Linked DNA regions of Mus musculus: region 1 is linked to region 2. A link is a contact called in public HiChIP or PLAC-seq data. All regions are on one chromosome and are shown on one strand. Each heading gives the region's core, a stretch centred on a gene start, on an enhancer-like site or on the middle of the called end of the contact. The rest is flanking DNA. Distances are from core to core; before and after follow the strand shown.

Region 1 (4,982 bases), core at 1,007-3,506, 510 kb before region 2:
TTAAGTGCTGATTTCATGCAGTGCCGAGGATCAAACCTGGGGCCTCATGCTTGCTAGGTAAGTGCTCTCCCCACTGAGCCACACACTCAGCCCACAGACCACAGTTTTTCCAACACTTTTCAGAGAGGAAGTCTCTCTGAAAAGCTGTCAGCTCGGAGGTCGTGGTAAATGGTGCCATGGTTTCTACTCCCTTTGAGGAACTATGTTCTGTGCAAACACGATTCGTATGTAAATATTCTCATGAGAGGCAAATATTTTTATTCTTTGGGTGGACTGAGTTCAGTACGGCAGCCGTCATTTGGTTCAGCAGACTGGTGAACGCCAGGGATAACCCCATCAGATAAGGCTGACCCCTCGGGTGAAAGATGCGCTGGACACAAAAGTCTCCCAGTGTAACTTCTCATGACCGCGCTATGACACGGTTCCTCCATAGAAGCCAAGAGATAGCAGGTACCATGGCAGCCATCTACATCAGCCAGAGGCTTCCCAGGGTGCTATCAGAAGGTCTCGTTCCATCTCGAGTGTCCTGGCTCCCAAGTTTGTTTGTCCTCAGAGAGGTGAGGCCTCTGGCCCAGGTAGAGCCCACTCTCCCCTCTCATCTCTCAGCTTCTGGCCTGGCTGTACTTACACAGAGGACAGTGGAATAGAAGAGCAGAGCCAGCGGGGCGAGGAGGTCATAGGTGCCTTTCTCTTGGACCTGTGGAGATGAGAGGGAGTTCAAGGTCTTTCGGCCATTGTGTAACTTGTGGGCAGGTGGCATACAGCGCTTCTGTGCTGACCTCAGTAGATCAATTCAGACATTTCCTTCTCTTCTCCTCTCTCCCAACATGCTTGAGACCTTCCACAACCCTCCCCCGCGCCGTGATTCCAAGGCAGTGGATCCTTTATGTGTCACAGCGTGGTCATGAGAAATTGGGAGCATGGTTTTGAATTGGTTTACTTGTGACCAGCAAGCAAACACACCAGGTAAATCTCATACCAGGATGGTGGCCGCGAGTGCTGCCATCAGGAACGGACTTACATGACGAATCCCACTTACAACTCAGAAAGACAAGAAACATAAAAGAGAAGCCTCCATGAAACAGCTTGAGTCATTTTGGGAACTTGGCCCATCCTGGAACCTCAGCCCCACTCAGCATTACGTATGTAAATAGAAGCCCGCACACTGAGCTGTCAGAGGAGGCCCCAGCTTCCCTTCCCAATTAGAGTCCTCTTCCTTGTCTCTGTTGCTGTGGATCCTTCTCAGGAAAGGAACTCAGTGAAGCTTCCTCGCTGCCTCCTCTTCCCTCCTTCAGGTCTATACCCTGACTAAGAGCATCATCTACCCTAAGCTATAGCTATGAACTCAGGTCCACACGGGACCCGCTGTGTGTTTACACAGGACAGGATAGGACATTCCATGCAGGAGCAGAGCAGACAGGAGCCACAGAGCTGACCTAAGTCCTGCCTTTACAATGTCAATTCTATCTGTGCTCATCAGTGTCTGCTTCACCCTCACCTCTTGGGTCTTTTGTAGGATCTGTTCCAGGAGGATGAGGAAGTGGCCCGGGTCCCTGCTGACCAGCTCCTGTAGGCTCCAGCAGTTCAGACACAGCCCGGCTAGACAGGGGGCAAGTTAGATCAGTGGTTAGTTTCACTCTCTCTGGCTAGCTATAGGCAGAGCTGTAGAGAAGAGGGTTTATTCTGGAACTCTGATATGGAAGAGTATATGTGAATATTTCTTTCTAAATAGAGTCTTGGAGAAATGGCATCAGGTAAAAGCCCCCAAGCTCCACCAGGACATGTGAAACCGGACCTGGTGGCACAGGTCTTGAAATCCAGCATTTGGGAAGCTGGGGCAGTTGGATCATGAGTTAAGGGGCACCGTAGGCTATGTAGTTCAAGGCCAGCCTGGGCTATATAATGAAATATACTGAGTAGCAATAACGATGATGATAGCAAAAGAAAAAAGTCCGTAAGACATAAGAACCCATTTCTTAGCCCTGGGTCTGAGGGGGCTCTTTAGCCACTGAGGTTGTTGATCAAAGCTAGAATCCCTTAGAGGCCAAAGAACCTGCTGCAACTCTGTCCCTGCACCTCTGGGGGTGGCGGTGGTCCCAACAGTTGTCCCTGCCCAGCTTTCCTGTAGTGGGTGCCAGTTCCTACCAGATGCAAGGAAGTCGGGCCAGAGGTAAAAATTGCTACAAGACAAGCGCTCCACCCTGTGTCTGAGACAGTCATGTGTCTTCCTAAGACTGCTTGGCAGAGGAGCCCAGGAAGGAAGGGGAAGCTGGACTCACTGCGTCGAAAAGCTCTGAGCCCTTCCTTGTCACTGGGACTTTCTGGTTCCTAACTTCCCTGAAATCATCCAGGGCAAACCCCTAAAAATTCAAGAGGTGACCACAGGGACGGGGGGCTGCATCTGTGGGGCAGGGAATGATCACAGCAGGGGGTGGAAGGGGACATGGTCTTCTCGGAGTGGGAGCCATGCTTCCTCAGGTGTGTGGGTGCTTTTCAAAACCCTGGAAGCTCCTGGAAGTGTTTGCATGTGCCTCTAGATTCATGTCTAACATGCATGAGATGTTAGGTTCAACATTTAGCACTGCAAGAAAAAGAGAAGGAAAAATACCAACCCAACAGCAACAACAATAACAAAGCAGCGGCGCAGAAGTCAGACATTCCCTTATTTCTTATTTAATGATGCTTGGCCCCAACACTATGTAAACTTGGCTGTTATCAAAACCTGGGAAGGGGCGGGGGAGAAGGAAAAATGTTCTTCACTGACCATTACTCTGTGCCACTATGGTGCTAGGCTTCCTTACACAGTCTCTCTGCCCAGGTTCCTGCTTCTAGTCATTCGTATTTCCATTATCCATCGGGCTCTCACAAGGACAAGTGGATTGTACAAGGCTGTGTAGTCAGTGAGAGTCTTAATCCAAATCTATCTGGTTCCAAAGGACAGAGAAAGTTGTCCACAGAGGCGGCATCTGAGCTGAGACCAGCATAAGAAGGGGCTGGGTTCTTAGGGAAGAGATCCAAGAAGCAAGACCAGAGGTTCCAGATGAAACCTTCATCTGAGGCTCTGGAACGTCTCCCAGTCCCCCAGACCTACCTGACCAGGGAGCAGAACGGCGTCCGAGGCTCAGTCCATGCAAGCATCGCTCCAGAGCATGCTGGATGCGGTCCTCTGTGCACGTTGTGGCTGCTGGCTGCATCCTGAGTCATTGCCTGCATGGGGGATGGATAGACATTGGTCAGCTGGTTGGGCTCCCTTCCTGGAGAACACCAGGCTAGGGGAGCCCTCAGCCCAGCAGGACAGTAATAAAACTGGCACTCGCAACCCACTTGGGTGCTCTGGGCACTGCAGAAGGAGGCTCCTGGCTGTCTACAGGGAGGGAGCAGCTTCCGGAAGGTTTATCCGTATGGCAGGAGAGGACACTCACGGGACAGAAAAGCATGGAGTGGAGAAAAACAGAGTTCCAGGATGGGAAAGGAGCGGGAAATGGGATGTGCCTACTCACTGGGCAGTAGGGAGTGAGGAAAATGTCCAGGGATATCTAGAGAATGGCCAGACCTCTGACATCTGGGCAAGGGACCTCCAGGGAGGAATCAAAACCACGTGGGAGATTTTCTTGTGAATTTCCAGACCTGTGTCTCCTGGTCCTGCAGGGGTGGGGCTGCAGGATCTCCCTCCACATGCTGGACACCCCAACGCCACTGCAAGGGCTAGGACAAGGGTGGGGGTCTCTTCCCACACGTTGCCTCACCCTGTACAACCCATACCACCTCAGCTCGGATGTCCAGATCCTTTCTGCCTTGAGTGTTTTGCAGTCTATCTAAAGCCCTTGCCCATTGCCCTTCCACATTTTCCTGAGGCTTAGCTGGCCCAACTAGGGGGCCACAAGGAGCGGACTTCAGGAGCGGTTTTAACACCAGGTAGGAAACTGAGAGTCTCCAATAGAGCAAACCCCATGTCTTGGTTCTGGAGAGAGCTTTCTGGGTCCTTTGGAAGCTAAGACAGGCATTTGTCATGATGATTAAGCCAGGTTGTGGCTTCCACCAGAGCGAGACCCAAACTGGACTCTGATTTTCGCTAGTCCCAAGATTTGTGGCAAATGCCTGAGCTTCCCCCAAACCTCAGTTTGCTCATCTGTGAAGTGGGGATGGTGATGGTGCAGATGTCAGGAGGCTGTGGGGAGGAAACACAAGGCCCTAATTGAGCATCCCTGAGAGATCTATACCACACAACCATCTCTGCCACACTTGCCTGCCCTCCGGGACTTATCTCACTGTGGACATTGTCCCTGGGCTGGTCAGGCAAGGTCATCCAGGACACTGAGGAAGTGTTGGAGCAGTCCTGTGGATCTGAGGACCAACCAGGAAACCAGAAGAGGAAGCAGAACCTCCAAACTGAGCCATGCAAACGACATGCAAAGAGGGATAAACTCCCAGACCCAGATGCCCAGATCTCAGAGCCTCAATCTAGGCAAATCCTCCTGTCTCCCCATCTAGATGGAGAACAAGCACCCCCTGAAAAGTAAGCCCTTTGTGAGCTGTCCCACAGATGTCCCTAGAGAATGACACATCGGGAAACTGGGATGGCAAAGCAGCACCCATGAACCATATCGTCTTCCATTTCCTGACCACCTACTATGTGCCCAGGACAGAGCAGGCACGAGTTCCTGGGTGGAAGACATTGACTCTGACAACCATACAAAGGGGGACTCCTGGGAGATGACAAAGGCTATGAAGAGTGGATAGTGCTGGGAGAGGGAGAGCTGGCCAGCCACACAGTAGGTTATTTAGAGTCTTCAAAGAGGGGACTTAAAGCCAGACAGGGACACCTAGGGTTAAGTGAGGGGAAGAGGATTCCAGAAAGAGGAGCTAGTATTGCCAAGGTCTGGGTGTAGGAATGAGCTTGCCAAGGACCTAGACCCTGGAGCACGGTGTCAGGACACGGGGTTTGCCTGGAACACAGCCTGACCCGGGTTCCATGGCCCCAG
Region 2 (4,798 bases), core at 731-3,230:
AATACAAGCAGGATATAGATCCAAACAATAAATGCATTGGAAAAAAAGGTGAGCACTGATTGCTTCCGAGGGATAGGGGTGCTTTTTACTCCCTTCAGATACTCAGCAGTCTCTCAATTTTCTACCAGGGGTGTATACAATAGTTAAAACTTTAGGACAAAATTCAGCACTTGGCTGGGCTTGGTAGCAGAGCCACCATTTTGGAGACTGAAGCAAAAGGGTCAGGGATTCAAGATCAACTTGGGCTCCCCGAGACACTGAAAAACAAACCAACAACAAACAATTCAGCAACTGGCCCAAATAGCCTAGATCCCAGATAACTCTAATTCTGACCTTGGGATCCACTCTCTTAATATTCAAATTTATCTGCCATCAAACAACTACAAATTGTACCGGAAACACCACCATAAGGCATATTCTCCAACACAAACTTTATAGGAATGCAGTGTTATAAATTATTCATCAGGAAGGTCAGGACTTTATAGCAATTTGTTCCTTGTACAAAGATGTTTTTCATCATTCTCTCCTTGGGGTCTCTTTGCTGAATAAATGGACCTTATCAGGCACTTCCTACTTCGTGCTGACATAAGTCTTCATGCTACTGATGCAGGAAAAGTGCAAAATTTCCCCTCCCAATGTCCTACAAGTTTTCTGTGAAAAGCCCATAGCACCCGTGCCCAACTAGCTACTAACTGGTGACCATGGAGTGTGAACTTCAGTTTATAACCTTTCTGGGGATTACTGGGTGAAGGGATACCCCACCAAAAGGTTATTTTGACCTCACTTTTACAGGAGCCTGGGGAAGTCTATGCATGCAGTCAGCCACAAGCATGATGGGCAAGAAGCCCCAGAAAAGGGGGGCAAATATTCGATTGCTCAAGTCCCAGCTCCCCCAGGTCATAGCCTACCCTAGGACCACAGAGTTAGCACCGAGTAGGCAGTACGTGGCTGAGTCCCCTCAACAGGGGGAGGATTCTCGCTGATCTTCATCCCTAAGGCCGCCAGCCTCAAGCTCAAAGATGGGCAGGGTCTCTGCCAGTCCCTGGAAGCCAGTTCCACCCCCAAGTTAATCCCCATACTCTGCTGCCATCACCGGCAACTCACCAGGGGTCCGGGGCCATGGTGCAGTCTCCGCCCGCAGCTGGGACACTTCCTGCTCGTAGCAGCTGACTACGGCGGCCCGTGCGGCTCATTCCCCGCAGTTCGGAGAGTGCGCGACCCGAGCCCAGAGTTTGCAAAGTGAAACCTGTTTTAATTGACCTCAGAACGACGTCCCCGCTACCCAGAGCGCACCCCTAAGGGAGTGGGTAGCAAGAATCTATTTTTGTTAATTCACATGAATTGCTGGACGCAAGAAAAATAGTTAAATTGTTGAGCAGAATCAAAACATTTTCCCAGGGAATGGAAACGCGTCAACCCCGGCTCTCTGTATTTTTCTTCTTAATTCAAAACAGCAAGACAAGCTGGGTGTGATAACTCAAGCCTGGAATTCCAGCACTTGGATGGCTGAGGCAGGAAATATACATACAGGCAACATATGTACCATACATGCATGAATACATACATACATACATACATACATAAAAATAGTTGCATACTGTACTAAAACGTTTTTAGTGATTTTTTTAAATTTTTCTTTTAAAAAGAAGTATCAATGCCATGTTTTTTATAGCAACCTATTCATCATAGGCAATTCTCTGTGCTCAATTATTCTGTGTTCAATTATTTTTAATAATCATCACGAGGGGCTTAATTGTATAGTTTTTAAAAAGTCACAGACCTGTACACGGGAGAGGAGGAAATTTACCTTGTGCACTTAGCGTCAACCTACCACCTACATTTCCAGAATGGATAAAATACATACTAAGGAAGTCCTCCCAACATTTGCAAGAGGGGAAATCAACTCAAACACAGTGGGCTGGGTTTCTGCTCCTGCATGAACCTAGCACGCATGCGTGCGCCAGTTACCATGACGACCAGGAGACGCTGCACCCTGGAGTTGAAGAATCAATGAGCTGAAACTCTCCAGGATGGAAGAACAAGTTTTACCCGAGCTGGATGTAGCAGAACTGGAGCTTCAGGCTGTGATCGGCTTCAATGGTGAGACCTTGAGCAACCATGATTTGATGCCTCAGGGACAGTGAGACGCTGACCTGGTAGCGCCTGAGAGGCAGTGGGAATAGCGGCAAGAGTGTGGCCAGGCACCACCCGCCCCAGGATGGTGGCAGATCTGGGCCTCATTCCTGAGCCTCAGGAACTGGCATGGGTGTAAGAGCTCAGATAAAGCTCCTCCAGAGACCAAATGAGCCTAACTCGGTAGGAGTATGAATAAGGGTCTTTCCCAAAGTAAGAACTCAAAGGTTTAAGACCAGGATAGAAGGGAAGTAGGACATTAAGGGAGAAACCTTTTTAATTCTGGAGGGGCCTTCTTGTGGTGCTCACACTTTATTTGTGACTGTCGTGGTAAATATTGAGAGAGAAATGCTGTGATTGGGGGTCGTGTTTGGCGTGTAGCGAAAAGGCAAGGAGTTAAATTTTAGGGGGAAAATTGATTTTTTAAAACGAATGTAGTGCCTGAAAGCTTTACCGTTGAAAGGATGCGGTGCGGAACGATTACAGAGTAAATAAAGGTTTAAGCGCTCCTGGCATTAACTCTTGAGTCTTCGTTGCTCTGTGCTGCTTTAATTGAAAGCCAGCGTTTTCTGTATCTGAGCCAACACTGTCTGTAGAGATGGACAAATATTACCGATAAGAAGTGATCCCTGGAGAACTGCAAAAAAATATTCTGGTGAGCCGGTCAGTGCAAAGACACACAAGATCTGTGATTGATTTTTTTTTAAGTAATTTACTTTATGTGCATTAGTATTTTGCCCTGCCATATGGATGCTGAGATTGAACCCTGGTCCTTCGGAGGAACAGCCCATGCTCTTAACCACGGAGGCATCTCTCTAGCCTGTAACTGAATTTTTGCTAACACAGTAAGGAAAGAATCTTAAAGTGTATCAAAGTTTGGGAAAAGGGTTGCTTAAAAAAAAAAACAAACAAACAAAAAAACCTGCGTGGGTGTTTTGCTCAGAGCGCATATCTGTGAACCAGTGCCCAAGGAGGCCGGAAAAGAGCATCAGATCCCCCAGGACTAGAGTTACAGACAGACGTGAGTCCCATGTGAGTGCTAGGAATGAAAGCTGGGTCCATTGGGAAAGAAGCCAGGGTTCTTAACTGCTGAGCCAACTCTCGGGCTCCTTGTTTTATTTTTAATTATGTGTATGGGGTGGAGGAATGGACATGTAAGTGCAGGTGCTCGTGAAGACCAGGAGAGGGCGCCAGATCTGGTGGCAGTGAAGTTACAGGTGGTATGTCCTAGGAAGTGAGGTCAGGTCCTCTGCAAGAGTTGTGTACACTCTTGCCTAGACTTCTCCCGAGCCCGTGGGAAAAAGTTATTTATTGAAAGAAGCCAAGAAAAGACTGATTTTTTTTATTGTGAAAAGACTCTTTTTGAATTTAAATAGTCTTTAACCAGAGGCTAAGGATTGGGGTGCAGATCATTGCAAATGGCCAGAAAAGGGGGGGGGCTGAGAAATGGAGAGTGAAGATCCAGGAAGGGGGAGGAGGCGGGGGCGGGGACTAGACTTTGAGGTCAGAGTTTAGAGTTCACATGAAATTAATCATATGCTAGGCCAACCTAATCTACATACTGAGTACTGAGTTCTAGGATGGCCAAAGCAAAAAAAAAAAAAAAAAAAAAAAAAAAAAAAAAAAAAAAAAGTTGAGAAGTTGAATGCAAAATTAGAACTCATAGTAACAGTTGTGTTATTAAACTTGAATTTGAAAACGGTGATGCATATATGTAACTGTACCAGGTATTGTACTCTGATGTGAGCTTATCAAGTAAACAAACAGAATATAATTGTGTCAGATATGGAAACATCAGGCTGTTGCTATTGAGAGTCTGGTCACATTCAACCGATTTTTCCATTATATCTAGAGCTCTTATAAGTTAAAAAAGCAACAACAACAGATCGGTCAGGGATCTGCAGGCCAGATTGGTCCCACTGTGTGTTTTGTAAATAAAGTTCCATTGGAATTCAGCCATGTCCTTTGTATTGGTGCAGTCTATGGCTATTTTCACACTACACTAGCAGAGATGACTGACTGCAACACCGGCCGTATGGCTCAGAGTCTAAAATAAACCATATGGTTTGTTTTTCTGGCTCTGTAGAAAGAGCTAAGCTCCTGAAAAACATAATGGCAATAATAACAATGTTAGTAATCATAAATATAAATGTCTATCCGTTAAAAGCCTAAAAGTGTTATTAAAACAGTGACATCACTTTTTATTTCTCAAATAAGCAAAGGCCATATATATATATATATACATATTTATATATATATATATATATATAAACATAAGAAGATAAAAGTAAGGCATTTTCTTTTTTTAAAAGACTTATTTATTTTTTATTTATTATTTATTTATTATTATTATTATATGTAAGTACACTGTAGCTATCTTCAGATGAACCAGAAGAGGGCATCAGATCTCAGTACGGGTGAGCCACCATGTGGTTGCTGGGAACTGAATTTAGGACCTTTGGAAGAGCAGTCAGCGCTCTTAACTGCTGAGCCACCTCACCAGCCTGAAAATAAGGCATTTTTCATCTGCAATTTCTAGAAGAATCAATTACACCACCTTTAGGAAAGAGTGTTGGCTTCATCAATAAAGTGGTTATGGTGCCACCATGAAGACCCTGAGTTTGGGTCTTCGGCAGTCATGTGAAAAGCTGGGCATGGTGGCATG

What was found. HiChIP or PLAC-seq counts read pairs in DNA pulled down with a chosen protein or histone mark.
Region 1: a contact with region 2 is called in an H3K27ac HiChIP or PLAC-seq map of microglia, with 5 times the contacts expected there. The contact joins the enhancer-like site here to the promoter of Cfap52 in region 2. A contact is called at or near these places in 15 of 39 promoter capture datasets (the 3T3-L1 cell line, 3T3-L1-derived adipocytes, the C10 cell line and 8 more), 4 of 484 Hi-C or Micro-C datasets (the HPC-7 cell line, cortical neurons and double positive thymocytes), 4 of 115 datasets of contacts at active chromatin or transcription factors (astrocytes, bone marrow-derived dendritic cells, embryonic stem cells and 1 more) and 1 of 9 other capture datasets (embryonic stem cells).

Annotation. Positions count from the first base shown.
Region 1 is chr11:68,472,020-68,477,001 of GRCm38.p6, reverse strand. Pik3r5 (phosphoinositide-3-kinase regulatory subunit 5) reads right to left here. Exons shown (of 19, transcript NM_177320.2): 2 at 3,092-3,207; 3 at 1,499-1,599; 4 at 629-697. The coding sequence starts at 3,194. Among named protein-coding and RNA genes, the nearest start is that of Pik3r6, 29 kb to the left of the region's middle. Within about 2 kb of position 2,256, at least 19 of the 459 cell types and tissues checked have an H3K27ac peak or open chromatin away from gene starts, as enhancers often do. A contact at or near this core is called in microglia, where this site is marked.
Region 2 is chr11:67,962,824-67,967,621 of GRCm38.p6, reverse strand. Cfap52 (cilia and flagella associated protein 52) reads left to right here and starts at 1,980. Exons shown (of 14, transcript NM_027963.2): 1 at 1,980-2,100. The coding sequence starts at 2,031. It overlaps Stx8 (syntaxin 8), which reads right to left and starts at 1,164. Exons shown (of 8, transcript NM_018768.3): 1 at 1,105-1,164. The coding sequence starts at 1,121.